Linked DNA regions of Oryctolagus cuniculus: region 1 is linked to region 2. The links are chromatin contacts, called in public Micro-C maps. All regions are on one chromosome and are shown on one strand. The core of a region is the stretch at or near the end of the contact, and the rest is flanking DNA. Distances in the headings are between cores, read along the strand shown.

Region 1 (2,700 bases), core at 37-2,536, 700 kb after region 2:
CTCTCTTCCTCCCACAACACACAGAGACACACATCCAGACTCTGTGTGTGCACGCACACACACACACACTAAGTACTCTTTAAAGAAGCCCCTGCTATTTAAATACCCAAGGTGAATGACTTAGGTCAACAAAACAGAGCGAAGTAGGGAAGCAAATGCTTGATCAGAGTGACTGCCTGGCTTTCTCTGGTCAAGATCCTCAGTCCTTGACACACAGTGACCTGCTTTCCTCCAGTTCCCTTCCCAGTGCCATTCGTTTGTTTTCTCCTCATGCAGCCAGACATGGCTGATTGAGCAGAGGCTGTTCCTGGTAAATGTGACTCATTCTTACAGGGATCTGTGTGAGCACACGTGTGTGTGTGTGCACGCGTGTGCACAGGTATGCACATGTATGCATGCATGCTGGTGCATGTGTCAGTGTGAGTGTGCATGCATGGAATGTGTAAAAGAGTACATGTGCACGGGTGTGCGGCAAGTTTCAGATGCAGAGCCCCGAGGTTAGTGGCTGAGTAGGCAGAACTTGGAGTTCTTACAAATGCTTTGAATATGAAAAGACGAATTTGTACAATATAGGTGCATTAGTCACTTGCAGTTCACTAATTGTCTATTTTATTTTAATGCTAATGCTTCATGAACATGTAGTAAATTGACATAATAACAGAGTTGGATGCATTCGCAGTGTTGGAGCCCTAATATGGCTAATTTTATTCAGCATGCATAAACACGAGCTATTAGGGTTTCCAAAGTAAATGGGGGAATTTATGGAGACCTGGTTGCTCCCAGAAACATCCAGGACAACCTAATATGGCATACTATTGTTGCCACGGTAACATGGATACTCACTAGCAGAATCACAACTATATATCACCAATTTAGTGCTCTACTAAACACAAAATAATACCTCGTTTAATGATGCTGGGCTGTGGTTCCTAGAAGTACAAGTATGGGCCCCCTGTAGCTAGTGCCAAATTGCAGAATAAAACAGTAGAAAAGAACCTCATTTATTGTGCAGAGTCACTGTGGATTCCACAGCGTTGAAGTCAGGCCACAGCTATTTGGAATGATCCTTAATAAGAAATTATTTAGCTTGCACGTGCAACCTTCAGTGGCAGATCTGTAAATCTGTGATTAGGTGTCTGGAACAGGCCACATCTCAGGATGGCAAGCGGTGAGTAACCACAAAGGCTGCTAGGAATCATCACTTCTCCGTGTGCAGAAAAGCACATCGTGGTGTAGGAGGATGAGGCAGTCTGCGGCATGAAATGATGCGAGAGCTTTCACAAGGCAGGGCTTGGAGACAATAGCAAAGCCAAGCCCAGCCTCCATCTATTTTTACTCCCTGGCTGATAGATGCTGGCTGTGGGGGAATCCTTCACGTTCCTCTCCCTGTACTGCCAAACTCATTTGTCCCAAGCTCATTCTCATTTCATCTTCATTCGTTCACAAAGCATCCTTTTTGGCAAAGCCTTAGTGATCTTGTTCTATCATCTGTATGAAATCTGTCCCCTTACCCAATGGGTGGATTGTAAAGAGAGCTTTGGATTCACTCAGCACAAACCCCTTTACCTTTGGGTTTTCCCTAAGAAATAATTCTTTCTGTTTCTGCCTGCTCTTCCTTTTCACATCCCTTAACAATTGGTAGATGGAGGGCAGGCACAGAGTGTGAGTGTTAGAGACAAATAGACCTAAATTTCAAAAGTCATTTTGATTTTGATGTTGACTTTGAAAAGTTACAAAATTACCTAAACTTGTTTTTCTCATCCTTAAACTAGAGATAGGTTGTATGAGAAAGGACAGAGGTATGTCTGGCCCCCTGCCCGCACCTGCTTAGTGCTGCCAGATCACCTGCAGGGGCTTCAGTCTACTCTCAGGTCTTTGTTCTATCTGGGGTCACCCCCCCAATACACACACATACACATTCTTCAGGAATCTTGCAGACTGCCCTTAAAAGTCTGTTGGGGCAAGATGTGAACCCCTGACCTTTCTATGACGATGGATGAAGCTGATCAGGGAACAGGTGGTGGTGATCATTAAGCATGGCCACTAACTAAAGCAGGCAAGGAAGCCTGGACATTTTTACATGCTTGCTGAATGAACTTTTAAAAAAGACATTTTTCTGTAGCCGAAAATCATGGTTTCATTAAATGGTGAAATAATTTTATGCCATTTCCCCTACTAATTACCATCTCATTATTATTAGAAAGGATGGTTTCCTTGAAACCTGGAAAATTTCTTTCTGGTCCATTTCAGGGCTGCTGAAGAGGGAGTAGCGCTTGCATTACGAGGGAGACGGCGCCACCTAGTGCCCACTCGCCGACGGCAAGTGTTTCATACCTGAGTATTTGGATGCGAATGGCTTCGGCGTTGATGCGTAGGCACTACCAAACATTTCACTGCGGCAGATGAACATCTTGATGAAAATGTGCAAAAGAGAGAGGAAAATGGAGTCCCTTTATCTCTGAACTTTGAGATCTCATAGGCCATGTGAGCTCTGTGAACCTGTTCCCAAGTCTTGGAAGACCCTGGAAATGACAGCAAAGGCACCCTGTCTCATGCAAACAAAATGAACAAGGAGTCATTGCTCCTTTCCCACTCCCCCATACTCTACACTTGTGTGATTTTCACAGCAAGCCTCCTGACTGAGGTGGGAATATGGCCAGGGCACCTTTCAAATTTAATTTGTTTCTTCTGGCATTTGAT
Region 2 (2,700 bases), core at 12-2,511:
ATTAAACACACACACACACACTGAATGAGAGTCTCAACCTAATTTGAATTGTTTACACATTCGTGGGAAAACCTAGTTGTTAACCTTGGTGAGGGTTCTTTGAGATTGCCTTCTGCAACATAAACAGATTTCTTCCAATCAGAAGTAAACACCGCATTTTCACAGAATGAGGGTTATTGTATGACAACAAACAAAAGGACGTTTAAGCTATACACGCCTGGTCCTCAAACTTCAGCTGGCACTACTGGGGGCTTATGAAAACACACGAGCAGGGTTGGAGACCTTAGACGCTGCGTTTCTAACAAGCAGAGGTAAGCTTCGCTCCACAGAATCTGAGCGCACTGGCTCCTCGATCCTTTTCCTGAACCTCAGGCTCAACCGATGTGTGCACCTGACGGTGCCCGCCGCCGGCCCCAGGGTGGGCAGCGCAGCGCAGGGACCCTCGGGTGGGGGCGGGCCCCAGGCTCCCCTCACGCAGGGTCCCGGGGGAGGGGGTGGAGGGTCGCCCACGACCCGTCCCCCAGGTCCCCGCCAGCCGACCCTGCGGTCCCCTCAGCAAACCTGCGCCCCGCGCGCCCCCTCCCCGGCTCCGTGCAGCAGTCCTGCGGAGCGGGACGCACAGAGGGACGGGCCGGAAGCCGGGACCCCGGGGGAGACAGGGACAGCCCGCGGAGGCCAGCGCGGCCCCGCGCGCTGCACAGGGAGGGGGACGGAGCACCAGCGCGAAAGGGACCGCGTGGGACGCCGCGGGTGTGAGAACGGAGGGGAACCGGACGCAGCTGAGTGGGACAAAGACGGACGGAGCGGCCGCCAGGGAGCAAGCTTGCGTAGGGTGCTTTGCCGGACCCGGCCGGGCCCGGCTAGGGTCACACCGACGGATACGCAGGGGCCCGGGCGGGCGCAGTCCGGCACGGTTCCCCCCAAAGCGGCTCCCTCAGCCCGGCTTCCCCGACCGCCGGCCGACGACGGCGCTCGGCCGCGCACCTCCCAGCACCGACTCCTCCGGCGCGCGACGGCCCGCGTCTTATATACCCTGCTAAAAATAGCCTGCGAGGCCGCCTTCCAATCAGAGAGGGCAGAGTTCGAATTGAGCCAATGAGGAGGGCTGTGATGGAGAGGCTCGGTCACGCCAGGCGGGGCCGCTGCGCGATGTCGCTCGCCATTGGCCGGAGCTGACATCATCTGCGCGCGGCCCTCGGACCGGGCGCGACCGGATTGGGCAGCGCGCGGGGCGGGCGCGCGGCGAGTCACGTGGGGGGAGGGGGAGTGGGGGGAGCCAGCCCGGGGAGGAGGGGGGAGGCTGGCAGAGGAGCTTTGAATAGGGAAGTTTTGCAGGGGTTACGTTTGCAGTCAGTCCGGTGTTTGCAAATATTGTGTGGGCTCCGCGCGCGCGCTGCGGGCTGCGGGAGGGTCCGGACCGGGGCGTCTGATTGAGTTTGCATGAAACTTTCACCTGCCCTGGCGGGGAGAGTTTCGGCTCCGACTCCAGAACGCACACCTCCCCGTGTTCCCGACAGCGGGGACTGTCTTTTCCAACCCGACATGGATGTGCTCCCAATGTGCAGTATCTTCCAGGAACTCCAGATTGTGCACGAAACGGGCTACTTCTCGGCTCTCCCGTCCCTGGAGGAATATTGGCAACAGGTAAATAGGGATTTTTTTCTCACGTGTCCAGGGCGCCGAGGAGGGAGTGCGTGGAGGCGCCAGGCAGGGTGGTGTGTGCTCGGAGGTGCAGCTTTGGATGAGGATGATTGCTGTGGTTCGAGTCATTTAAAAAAAAAAAAAACAAAAACAAAAAAACATGGAAATCCTGATCTCGGAGCGCCCTTCGGCACGCTCGGGGGTCGCTCTGCAGCGCGCCGCGGAGTTGACAGCCGAGCCGAGCGAGCCCGGCTCCGCGGTGCCCGGCGTGTTTTTTCCCTGCCACCCGAGCGTCTGGAGCATCCACCCCGGGGGAAACCCGAACTCCTCGGCCTGATCCCGGCCCGAGCCCTTGGCACGAGTCTGGCGTTTGTACCGGGTCCAAACTCCACAGCTGGACGTTGTCATATGAACGCACTCGCACGGACTGCCAAGGCATTTTTTTTTTAAGATTTTGTTTTTGTTTTGCTGTTTGGTGTGTATCCATACAGCTTTTTTTTTTTTTAATCTTAACATTTTTGACAACGAAACATAGATCTAGGGCATTTCCCATTTGTTTTCCTTGTTTGGAATTCTTAACATGAACCTAGCTCTGTCTTATTTTTCTTACTTGCTTCTCTTGTTGACCAGGAAAAAAAAAAAAAACTGTTTGCACACACCAGTGACTTGTCAGTCATATGACAGGCAGCCCTTCCTAATTGCCTCAAGTCTTAGTTTGGGAAGAAGAACCCCTGTTTCCGGCATTTTACTGGAACTGGAATGTGGGGCATTGGGAATTTTAGAAACTTAATTTTTTTTTTCTCCTTCTAAAAACCTCGGATTGCCTGAGGAGAGAGACTCCAACACTTGCCCCATTGTCTATAAAAAGATAGCAGGAGGGTCCCCGTGTTGTGTCTCTGCCCTGACGAGCTGTTTGCTTTTTGTCACAGAGTGAATTAGCTGATCAAATAGGTTCTGTGGGTTTCCAAGTCTAGAAAGCTTTTAAGAAGGATGAAATGCGAAGTGTTGCAGCCTTCCGATGCCTGCTTAATTGTTCCCGATCCTCTCCTGCCTTCCTCT

What was found. Hi-C and Micro-C count contacts between places; a contact is called where the count stands out from the background.
Region 1: a Micro-C map of ear pinna shows a contact between it and region 2, with 3 times the contacts expected there. The contact joins the enhancer-like site here to the promoter of KLF6 in region 2. A contact is called at or near these places in 3 of 6 Hi-C or Micro-C datasets (ear pinna, psoas muscle and an unstated tissue).

What each region holds. Positions count from the first base shown.
Region 1 is chr13:93,539,030-93,541,729 of mOryCun1.1, forward strand. No RefSeq gene overlaps it. Among named protein-coding and RNA genes, the nearest start is that of PITRM1, 100 kb to the right of the region's middle. Within about 2 kb of position 1,287, at least 1 of the 8 cell types and tissues checked has an H3K27ac peak or open chromatin away from gene starts, as enhancers often do.
Region 2 is chr13:92,835,254-92,837,953 of mOryCun1.1, forward strand. KLF6 (KLF transcription factor 6) reads left to right here and starts at 1,262. Exons shown (of 4, transcript XM_002720810.5): 1 at 1,262-1,644. The coding sequence starts at 1,441.